Linked DNA regions of Sus scrofa: regions 1 and 3 are each linked to region 2. A link is a contact called in public HiChIP or PLAC-seq data. All regions are on one chromosome and are shown on one strand. Each heading gives the region's core, a stretch centred on a gene start, on an enhancer-like site or on the middle of the called end of the contact. The rest is flanking DNA. Distances are from core to core; before and after follow the strand shown.

Region 1 (2,700 bases), core at 198-2,697, 280 kb after region 2:
TTTTCTTATTTTCTTACAACTTTCATTTTAACTTTATAGGGAAAAAACTGTATAAGAACCTACTAGGTTTTTCTGAGTGAAAATAAAATAAAATAAATGGATAGCTATTTCGGATAAATAAATTAAGATTTTTCCTTCCCAGCATGAACAAAAATAAACTTTAAGTACATTAAATATTTGATATCAAAGTGAAATGACAGGAGTTCTCCTGTGGTACAACAGCTTAAAGATCTGGCATTGTCACTGCAGTAGCTTGGGTTGCTACGGTGGTGCAGATTTGATCCTTGGCCATGGGAACCTCCACATGCCACTAGCCTCCACTAAAAAAAAAAGTGAATCTACACAAAGACCTCAGAACGCATATTTAAATGAATTTATTAAATAATCTAACATTTTCCCACTGACAGATGCTAACTTTAGCATATCTTAAATTCTGAACATATTTTCTTATTGTTGAAAAGTTTTTGAAGTATGGCATGCTCTCAAAGGAGAAATAATAAAGAAAAAAAGTTAGATATTACTACATAAACATGAAAGGCGGTACGTAAGAAAATACTACAGGCAAAATTAAAAGGTAAAAGATGACGCGGAGAAGGGATTTGTAATACACTCATAATGCATTAAAAAAAAAAAGTCAGAAAATAAGATATAACCTAGTAGGAAAATGGCAAAGGACATGAAAAAATAATTCTCAAACAGCCAATAAACATATTTTTAAAGGCTCATTTTTGCTAGAAGCACCACAATCTATATTGGAAAAAAACCAATCATGGTGCTTTGTGCTAATCATATTGGCAAAGACATTTTAAAATGCTTATTATTCAACTCGGAGAAATTTGGCCATTCTAATAGGAGCTAGTATGGTAGATCTGAGAACAGAGGTGAAAGGAAACTAACCATGAGGGGCTGTGCGTGGACGTGCAGGACTCCCAGACACCACAGAGGCGTCGTAGATGTTGGAGACCGCGCCTTAGTGGCTCTAGACCTCATTTCCCTTAGCAGTGAACAACAATCACAGCATAAAAGAGAAATTAAAAACTCAAATTAATCCGGGGTGGTTTTGCATAGTGAGTGTAATAGCAAGATGATGACAGACCACGGGTGAGAAGCAAATGAAGTGAACCAGTCATTCATGTAACTGGTATTTACTGAGTCCCCTGTGAGCTGGCATTCAGGAAATGAAAGCATTTTGAAGTGCACAGGGTGGGGGTACTAAATACCGTCACAATGCTGTGCAAGCAGGATCCACCACAATTCTTTTCATCTTGAACACCGCAGCTCTGCAGCCACACAATAGAAACGCCCCATCCCTCCACTTCCCAGTCCTGACGACCACCCTTTTTCCTGTCTTCCTCTGCCATTTGGACTCTTCTAAGTACCTTGTGAGGTGGAGTCATACAGTATTCGTCATTTTGCGATTGGCTTATTTTGTAATAGCCTCAAGGTTCATTCATACTGTAGCGTATGTCAGAATTTCCTTCCTCTTTAAGGCTGAGTAACTTTCCACCTTACATATATACCACATTTTGTTTATCCATTAATCCTTCGAGGGACAATGGGCTGCTTCCACATTTCAGCCATTGTGAATAACGCTGCTTCAAACAAAGCTGTACAAATATGTCCTTGAGGTCCTGCTTTCAGTTCTTTCAGATATACACCCAGAAGGAGAATAGCTCGGTCATAATTTTACCCTTAAAATTTTGAGGAATCATCATACTTCTCCACAGCAACTGTAATATTGTACAATCCCAGCAACAGTGCACAAGGGTTCCAATTTCTCCACGTTCTTCCCAACATTTGCCATTTTCTGCTGTTTTCATACTAGCCAACCTAATGGGCGTCTTATTACAATTGTGATTTGCACCTTCCTAATGAGAAGTGATGTTGATCATCTTTTCACGTGCTTATCCGCCGTTTCTGCATCTTCTTTGAAGAAATAACCTATTCGAGCTTTGTCCATTTTTTTAATCAAGCCAGAAGTTTTTGTTAAGTTTAAAAGTTCTCTATGTATTCTTGACATTAATCTCTTATTAGATATGTGACTTGCAAATATTTTCTCCCATTCTGCATGTTGCCTTTTTACTCCACTGATGGCATCTTTTAATCACAAAATCTTTTAATTTTGATCAAATCCAATTTGTCTACTTTTTCTTTCCTTTTTTTTTTTTTTTTTTTTTTTTGTCTTTTTGCCATTTCTTGGGCCGCTCCTGCGGCATATGGAGGTTCCCAGGCTAGGGGTCTAATCAGAGCTGGAGCTACCAGCCTACACCAGAGCCACAGCCATGCGGGATCTGAGCCGCGTCTGCAACCCACACCACAGCTCACGGCAACACCGAATCCTTAACCCACTGAGCAAGGCCAGGGATCGAGCCCGCAACCTCATGGTTCCTAGTCGGATTCGTTAACCACTGCGCCATGACAGGAACTCCTACTTTTTCATTTATCATTTGTGCTTTTGGTGTCATATCCAAGAAATTACTAGATCCAACATTGCGAAGCTTCTGTCCTAGGTTTTAAGAGTTTGATAACTTACATTTACATTCAGGCCTCTGATCCATTTTGAGCTGGTTTTTACATGAAGTGTTAGATAATGATCCAACTTCATCCTTTGCATATGGATATCCAGTTTTCCTAGCACCATTTGTTGAGGAAGACTGTCCTTTCCCTTCTGAATGGTCTTGAAACTCTTGTGAAAAATCA
Region 2 (2,700 bases), core at 105-2,604:
ATCAAAAGCAATGCAGGAGACTGAGGTGTGGGGACGGCCCCTAAGTAGAGGGCCTCCTCCTCACACACTCACAGGAAAGAGCAGGGAGGAAGGAAGTGTGGTGTGCTGCCACCAAGCGGTGAGTCAGGTAAGACCGGTGACTGCCAGGGCCCCTCACGTATCCAGAAGCCAGCCTCGTCCATCCGGAAGACAGACCCAAAAGCTAAGCTGCCCTCAGTGCTGTCCAGGAGAAGCAAAAGACGTTCCAAGGCTTGTGTGTTTTACTCAAAAACTGCAAAATCGGAACCTTGTTTGTGCTTATCTTAGTCATGATTCTAATAAGCTTGGTTTCAAACCTAATAAATTGTAGCAGTTGTTTTTGGGGTTTTTTTGTTTGTTTGTTTGTCTTTTAAGGGCCACAGGAATGGCATGTGGAGGTTCCCAGGTTAGGGGTCCAATCGGAGCTACAGCTGCTGGCCTGTACCACAGCCACAGCAACGCCAGATCCTTAACCCACCGAGTGAGGCCAGGGCTGGAACTGATGTCCTCCTGGATACTAGTCGGGTTTGTTACCACTGAGTTACAACAGGAGCTCCCAGATTTTTAAAAATTACCTCTGTTATTATCACTGTAAGTCTGCGAGGAAAATCCCAGTAGTATCTGGATATAAAATTATGTGTGAGCCTTGACAGCTGACACCATGTTTTATTCATTTCCCTGTGCCCAGCACCCAGCCCAGGGCCTCCCACATAGCACGTTCTCCGCACATATTTATTGAAAGAACTGAAACTGAGGAGAGGGGGTTGACCTAAACATCTGGATCTGGGTCTTTCCACATGTGCCTATGGGACCTGAAGCCCTCCCCAGCTGAGCAGCTCCTGCAGGGAGCATGGGTCGAGTGAGAAAAGGCCACCGACAGCACCTGTGGAACGTCATTGTGAAGAAGGGACATGCGGGGGGGAAGCAGGGAGGGAGACCCGAGGCGCCAAGCTGGCACTGAGTTTCCCGGTGGGCTCTGGGGCTCTGATTCCCGAGTGCTCCTTTGCGTCGTGAGACTTCTCAGGCCATGTGACATACCTACTGGACTTGGCGCTACATCGAACCTATCATCCATTGACTTTAACAGCCCATAATTAAGACCACGTTAGCCATGTCTGTCGGATTGGGGACAAGCCTTTTTAAGGACTCAAGTACAAAGTCTATGCAGCCACGCGGGGAAGGTATTTAGGCTAGGGTGCCTTTGGAATGCTCTTCTGGTCTTCCTGTGCATGGAGGTTTTGGGCATAGACTTTAAGCTGGTTCCAGATGGTGCAGCAAGATGGTCATGGTGACTCACCCAGTCTCTGGGGAGGACGCTCACTGGGGAGGCAGTGGGTGGCTGCAGAGGATTAGTGGGTTGTGAACCAAGTTGGCACCTATCGAAGGCTCTAGGCTCTCTTACTGGGCTGAATCACATGCCCCAGTGGAAACTTTCCCCATCCTGGGAGTCATTAATGTGTCATAGCCCATCATTTAAAAATGATGGGGTGTTTGGGACTTCCTTTCTCGCTCAGCCCACAGATCCTTATCCTCACACACACACTGAACCGTCGAAATGAAAGACTCCTCCAACTCACTTATTTGGTTCACTAAGGGCCGGCCAGTAGGGGCGATCACCACAATGAAGTGACAGAGGCCATGCCTCTGAGGATGGGATTCAACCTTGCCAGTGTTTTACAAGCAAGGCTGGATTTCCAGGCGCCCTTCATGTGTGAGCATGTTTCCATGTTTGCAAGGGATTCTGAAAGGGAAGTTGAAAGAGCTGGAGTCAAGCATTTGCACGGGTTACTCAGTCTCACGTCTGAGTGATGAACAGTATTGCCAGGACCAAATGGACGGTGAGGACAAGAAGGATGACAGAAAAAAAGGGCTCTTAAAGGCATACCCTGCCCCGGACTTCCTCTCCTCTCCCCTTCCTGATGACCCTGCAGGTAAATTTGGATGGCGATGTCTATGTTTAATTTTATCTGCAGAAAGAAGGGAAAATAGAGCTAGTTAGAGGCAGCCATGGGTTTCTTATTTGCTTTTAGATAAGCGGCATACCCATGTAGTGTACTCTTGGTAAAGACTGCTGGGGCTGCCTGTTTGCCCAAGACATGTCACTTCTAAACCATGGACGGGTTGAAATGCTACCAGAGCAAAACTCTTCATTCCTGCTCACAGATCTCCCTCCACCACCACCACCACCACCACACACACACACACACACACACACACACACACGAGCGCACAGTATTTTTTGAGCCCATTTTTGGAGATGTCACCCATTGCCTTGCTGCCATCCGTCCCTGTTTCAACATCTGCACGTCCATATGTTGTAACATCAGGCAGACGGGCTCCTGTGGGCTCAGCTATATTCCTCACAGGCCCAGGGACTCTCCTAGTTCCTTCCCAGACCCACCAAACCTCCACAAGTTTCCACGTGGAAACAAGAACACGACTGTCAGGCCCGCTGGACAAGGACGTCTGTCACCGCTGCCCTGCCCATTCCTGCCCGGGACCTCAATTGGAGCAGGCACTTAGCAGGGTCAGGATCCAGTGCTGCCCAATTTAATTCAGTTACTCTTCACCACAAGAGCAAAGACGGTTGTTGCAGTGACAGGACCTGGGTGAGGAATACAGGCTTCCGGCCAGCGACCTGCCAACACGTTGCCAAGCTGGGAGGAGCAGGGAGAGCTCCCC
Region 3 (2,700 bases), core at 176-2,675, 450 kb before region 2:
TGCGTATGCACTGGGAAACCAAAACAGTCTTGTAACCCGCTTTATTGCCGAATTCGCTTTATCATGGTGGTCTGGAACTCAACCTGCAATCTCTCCGGGGTTTACCTGTAGTTAATATCTACCCCGAAGGGTATTCTTAGGTCCCTCTGTTTCCTCAGACCTGGTGGGATTAATAAAACAGGGCCCCGTTTTCTTAGACTCACAGACTTTTGCAGGAATTGAAAGGTCTTTGGGAGCCATTGTTTTATTAGAGGAGATTGAAAGAGGTTAGGGCTGGGCCTGAGTTGCCAAGCTAGCAAGTGACACTAGGCAGAAAAGGGCTTCTTGGCTGCCAGCTCAGCACCCTGTTGTGCTGCACTCAAGATGCCTCTTTCCAGCCACCTTGTCCCCAGAGCCTAGTGTGGATGCTCTTTCTCCATTCTGCACCCCTGACGGGTGGATGCTTCTCTCAAACTTGAGTTACTTTAGCTCTGGAAGGGATGGGCATTTGGTAACTGTCACTTTGGGAAGAAAACCCTTTCAGGAATGAGAGCTGCCAGGACTCATTATGTAGGAAAGGATCCAGGAGTTTCAGCAAAGAGAGAATTTCCCCCTTGGTGGCATTTAGGCCGTGGTATAAATTCCTCTCACAGCATATTTTTTTTTTTTTTTAGGTTATCAGGCAGCCCCTCTTCTCCCTTTTTATTTATTTATTTATTTTGGTCTTTTTATCTTTTGGGAGCTGCACCCATGGCATGTGGAGGTTCCCAGGCTAGGGGTCGAATTGGAGCTGTAGTTGCCGGCCTACACCACAGCCACAGCAATGTAGGATTCGAGCCGTGTCTGTGACCTACACCACAGCTTAACCCCCGTGGCCTACACCAGATCCTTAACCCACTGAGGCTAGGGATTGAACCCACAACCTCATGGTTCCTAGTCGGGTTTGATAACCACTGAGCCATGACAGGAACTCCTCTCTTATAAGTGTTTTGTTTGCGTCCTTTGCCATAGACGTTACATGTTGCCAGTCTAATCCAGTCTCTTGTTTTGTGAAAATAGGTTTTTTGTTTATCAGAATGAACTTCTTCTCTGTCACTGTGTTGGAGTAGTCATTCTGGGACAGAAGTGATGGCTTTGGAATGTGTTACATTTTCAGATTTGCTGTAGAGGTTGTAAAAGGACCCCGTTGTTACTGGGAGGAGTTGGGTATGGGCCATAAGCAGTAGGGAGAGAGAGGCTGCCACAGGACAAAATTGCAGGCTTTTGCTAAAACTTACTTCTTGATTGCAAACTGTGACAAAAGAGTAAGACCTCTGTCACTCTCCAAGTTGCTAGTATTTGTGTCTTCACCTTGTTGTTTCCAAGCACCCCTCAAACATCTGCCACTTCTGGTCTTGTCCAGTCATGCTCTGGTGACAAGCCCCAGAAATCTGGCGGCTCTTCCTGCCAGCTCAGAGCAGCCGAGCCCCGGCACTGGGAACAGTGGCACTCTGGAACGCCTCTGCCACTGACATACAGGAGCACACGCCCTTTTTTCTTAATGCCCAGGCAGAGCCACCATAGTGGCTTTGAAATGTGTTCTGAAACGAGTAAACTCAAAGGATTCTGTTAATCTATTCTGATTTATTTAGGAGGCAGCAGCGTTCATTATTTGACTTATGTTACTGTTAATTAACCAAACTAAAACATGTTTCCTTTTTGCAAATTGAATGCTGAGAGAGTAACAGACACCAAATATTTTACAACAGGGATCCTTGAATTTGACTCTGAAATACCATATTTTATTTTACAGCAACTTCCGGTTTTAGCGACTCTGAAATACTTTCTATTATTAGCAAGTTTTGAATTTTAAATAAATTGAAATGGAAATGAAAGTTGTTTCTAAAAATAATACAGATTTTTTTTTTTTTTTTAATTCCATGTCATCATTGGTCAGGCCACCATTAGGAAGAAAATGTAAATTTCAAGCCAATCTCCTCTGGTTTAGCATTAATGAGAACCGGATGGAGCTGTTTATGAGAATAGATGGGAACGTCTGAGGGCTCTTCTCGTCGTGGGTACTCTTGGTGATCTACCCCGACTGATGTCCTACGGGCTGTTTGCATCAGCAGCATTTCTAAATCCCTAAGGAAGGTTCTCTGTTGCGTATTCTGAATTCCCTAGAGACGCTTTGGTTGAGGTCTGCTCTCATCAGGTGAGTGCTGTCTCCCAGTGTGGGTTGAGGAGATTGAGTGGCTAACAAATAATCCTATTGCTTTCCTGCTCCTTTTTAGTGAGATCTTCTTTGGGGGACTTTCTGCCTTGGAGTAAATTTTCCCTCTGATCTTCCCTCTCATTCAGTTATAAGGATGAAGATTGACTCCAAAGCTTGAAAGTGTTTTTTCTGGACTTTGGGATTCTGTGAACATTGCTTGTACTGGTGGTGATTGTGGAGGGTGTAAAACCCTCGTTTCCATTGGGATTTTAGCTAACTTAGTGGAACATGAAAAGGAAGGCAGGGAACTTCTTTTCACTTGTAAACATCACTTGGCTTATCCAGGGTCAGCTGAATCAAGGCAAAGCAATGACAGCAGAGGTCCTTTCTCCAGGTCACCTGACCTTCCTGAAAATACAGCTCAGGGATTATAACCAGAGCCTGCCTTAGGAGCACACTAATCACATGAAGAGGGAAGTGGGTGATTTAGCACTCCCTTAATTCCTCCTCTTAGTTTCTTTAGGATT

What was found. HiChIP or PLAC-seq counts read pairs in DNA pulled down with a chosen protein or histone mark.
Region 1: an H3K27ac HiChIP or PLAC-seq map of alveolar macrophages shows a contact between it and region 2. The contact joins two enhancer-like sites. A contact is called at or near these places in 3 of 47 Hi-C or Micro-C datasets (adipocytes, fetal heart ventricle and fetal liver) and 1 of 2 datasets of contacts at active chromatin or transcription factors (alveolar macrophages).
Region 3: an H3K27ac HiChIP or PLAC-seq map of alveolar macrophages shows a contact between it and region 2. The contact joins two enhancer-like sites. A contact is called at or near these places in 2 of 2 datasets of contacts at active chromatin or transcription factors (alveolar macrophages and skeletal muscle).

Annotation. Positions count from the first base shown.
Region 1 is chr11:14,612,953-14,615,652 of Sscrofa11.1, reverse strand. The region is part of intron 12 of COG6 (conserved oligomeric Golgi complex subunit 6); the gene reads right to left. Among named protein-coding and RNA genes, the nearest start is that of COG6, 38 kb to the right of the region's middle. Within about 2 kb of position 1,447, at least 4 of the 83 cell types and tissues checked have an H3K27ac peak or open chromatin away from gene starts, as enhancers often do. A contact at or near this core is called in alveolar macrophages, where this site is marked.
Region 2 is chr11:14,895,050-14,897,749 of Sscrofa11.1, reverse strand. All of the region lies in intron 2 of LOC102159588 (a long non-coding RNA gene), which reads left to right. Among named protein-coding and RNA genes, the nearest start is that of COG6, 320 kb to the right of the region's middle. Within about 2 kb of position 1,354, at least 10 of the 83 cell types and tissues checked have an H3K27ac peak or open chromatin away from gene starts, as enhancers often do. A contact at or near this core is called in alveolar macrophages, where this site is marked.
Region 3 is chr11:15,345,941-15,348,640 of Sscrofa11.1, reverse strand. The region is part of intron 1 of FOXO1 (forkhead box protein O1); the gene reads left to right. Among named protein-coding and RNA genes, the nearest start is that of FOXO1, 63 kb to the left of the region's middle. Within about 2 kb of position 1,425, at least 7 of the 83 cell types and tissues checked have an H3K27ac peak or open chromatin away from gene starts, as enhancers often do. A contact at or near this core is called in alveolar macrophages, where this site is marked.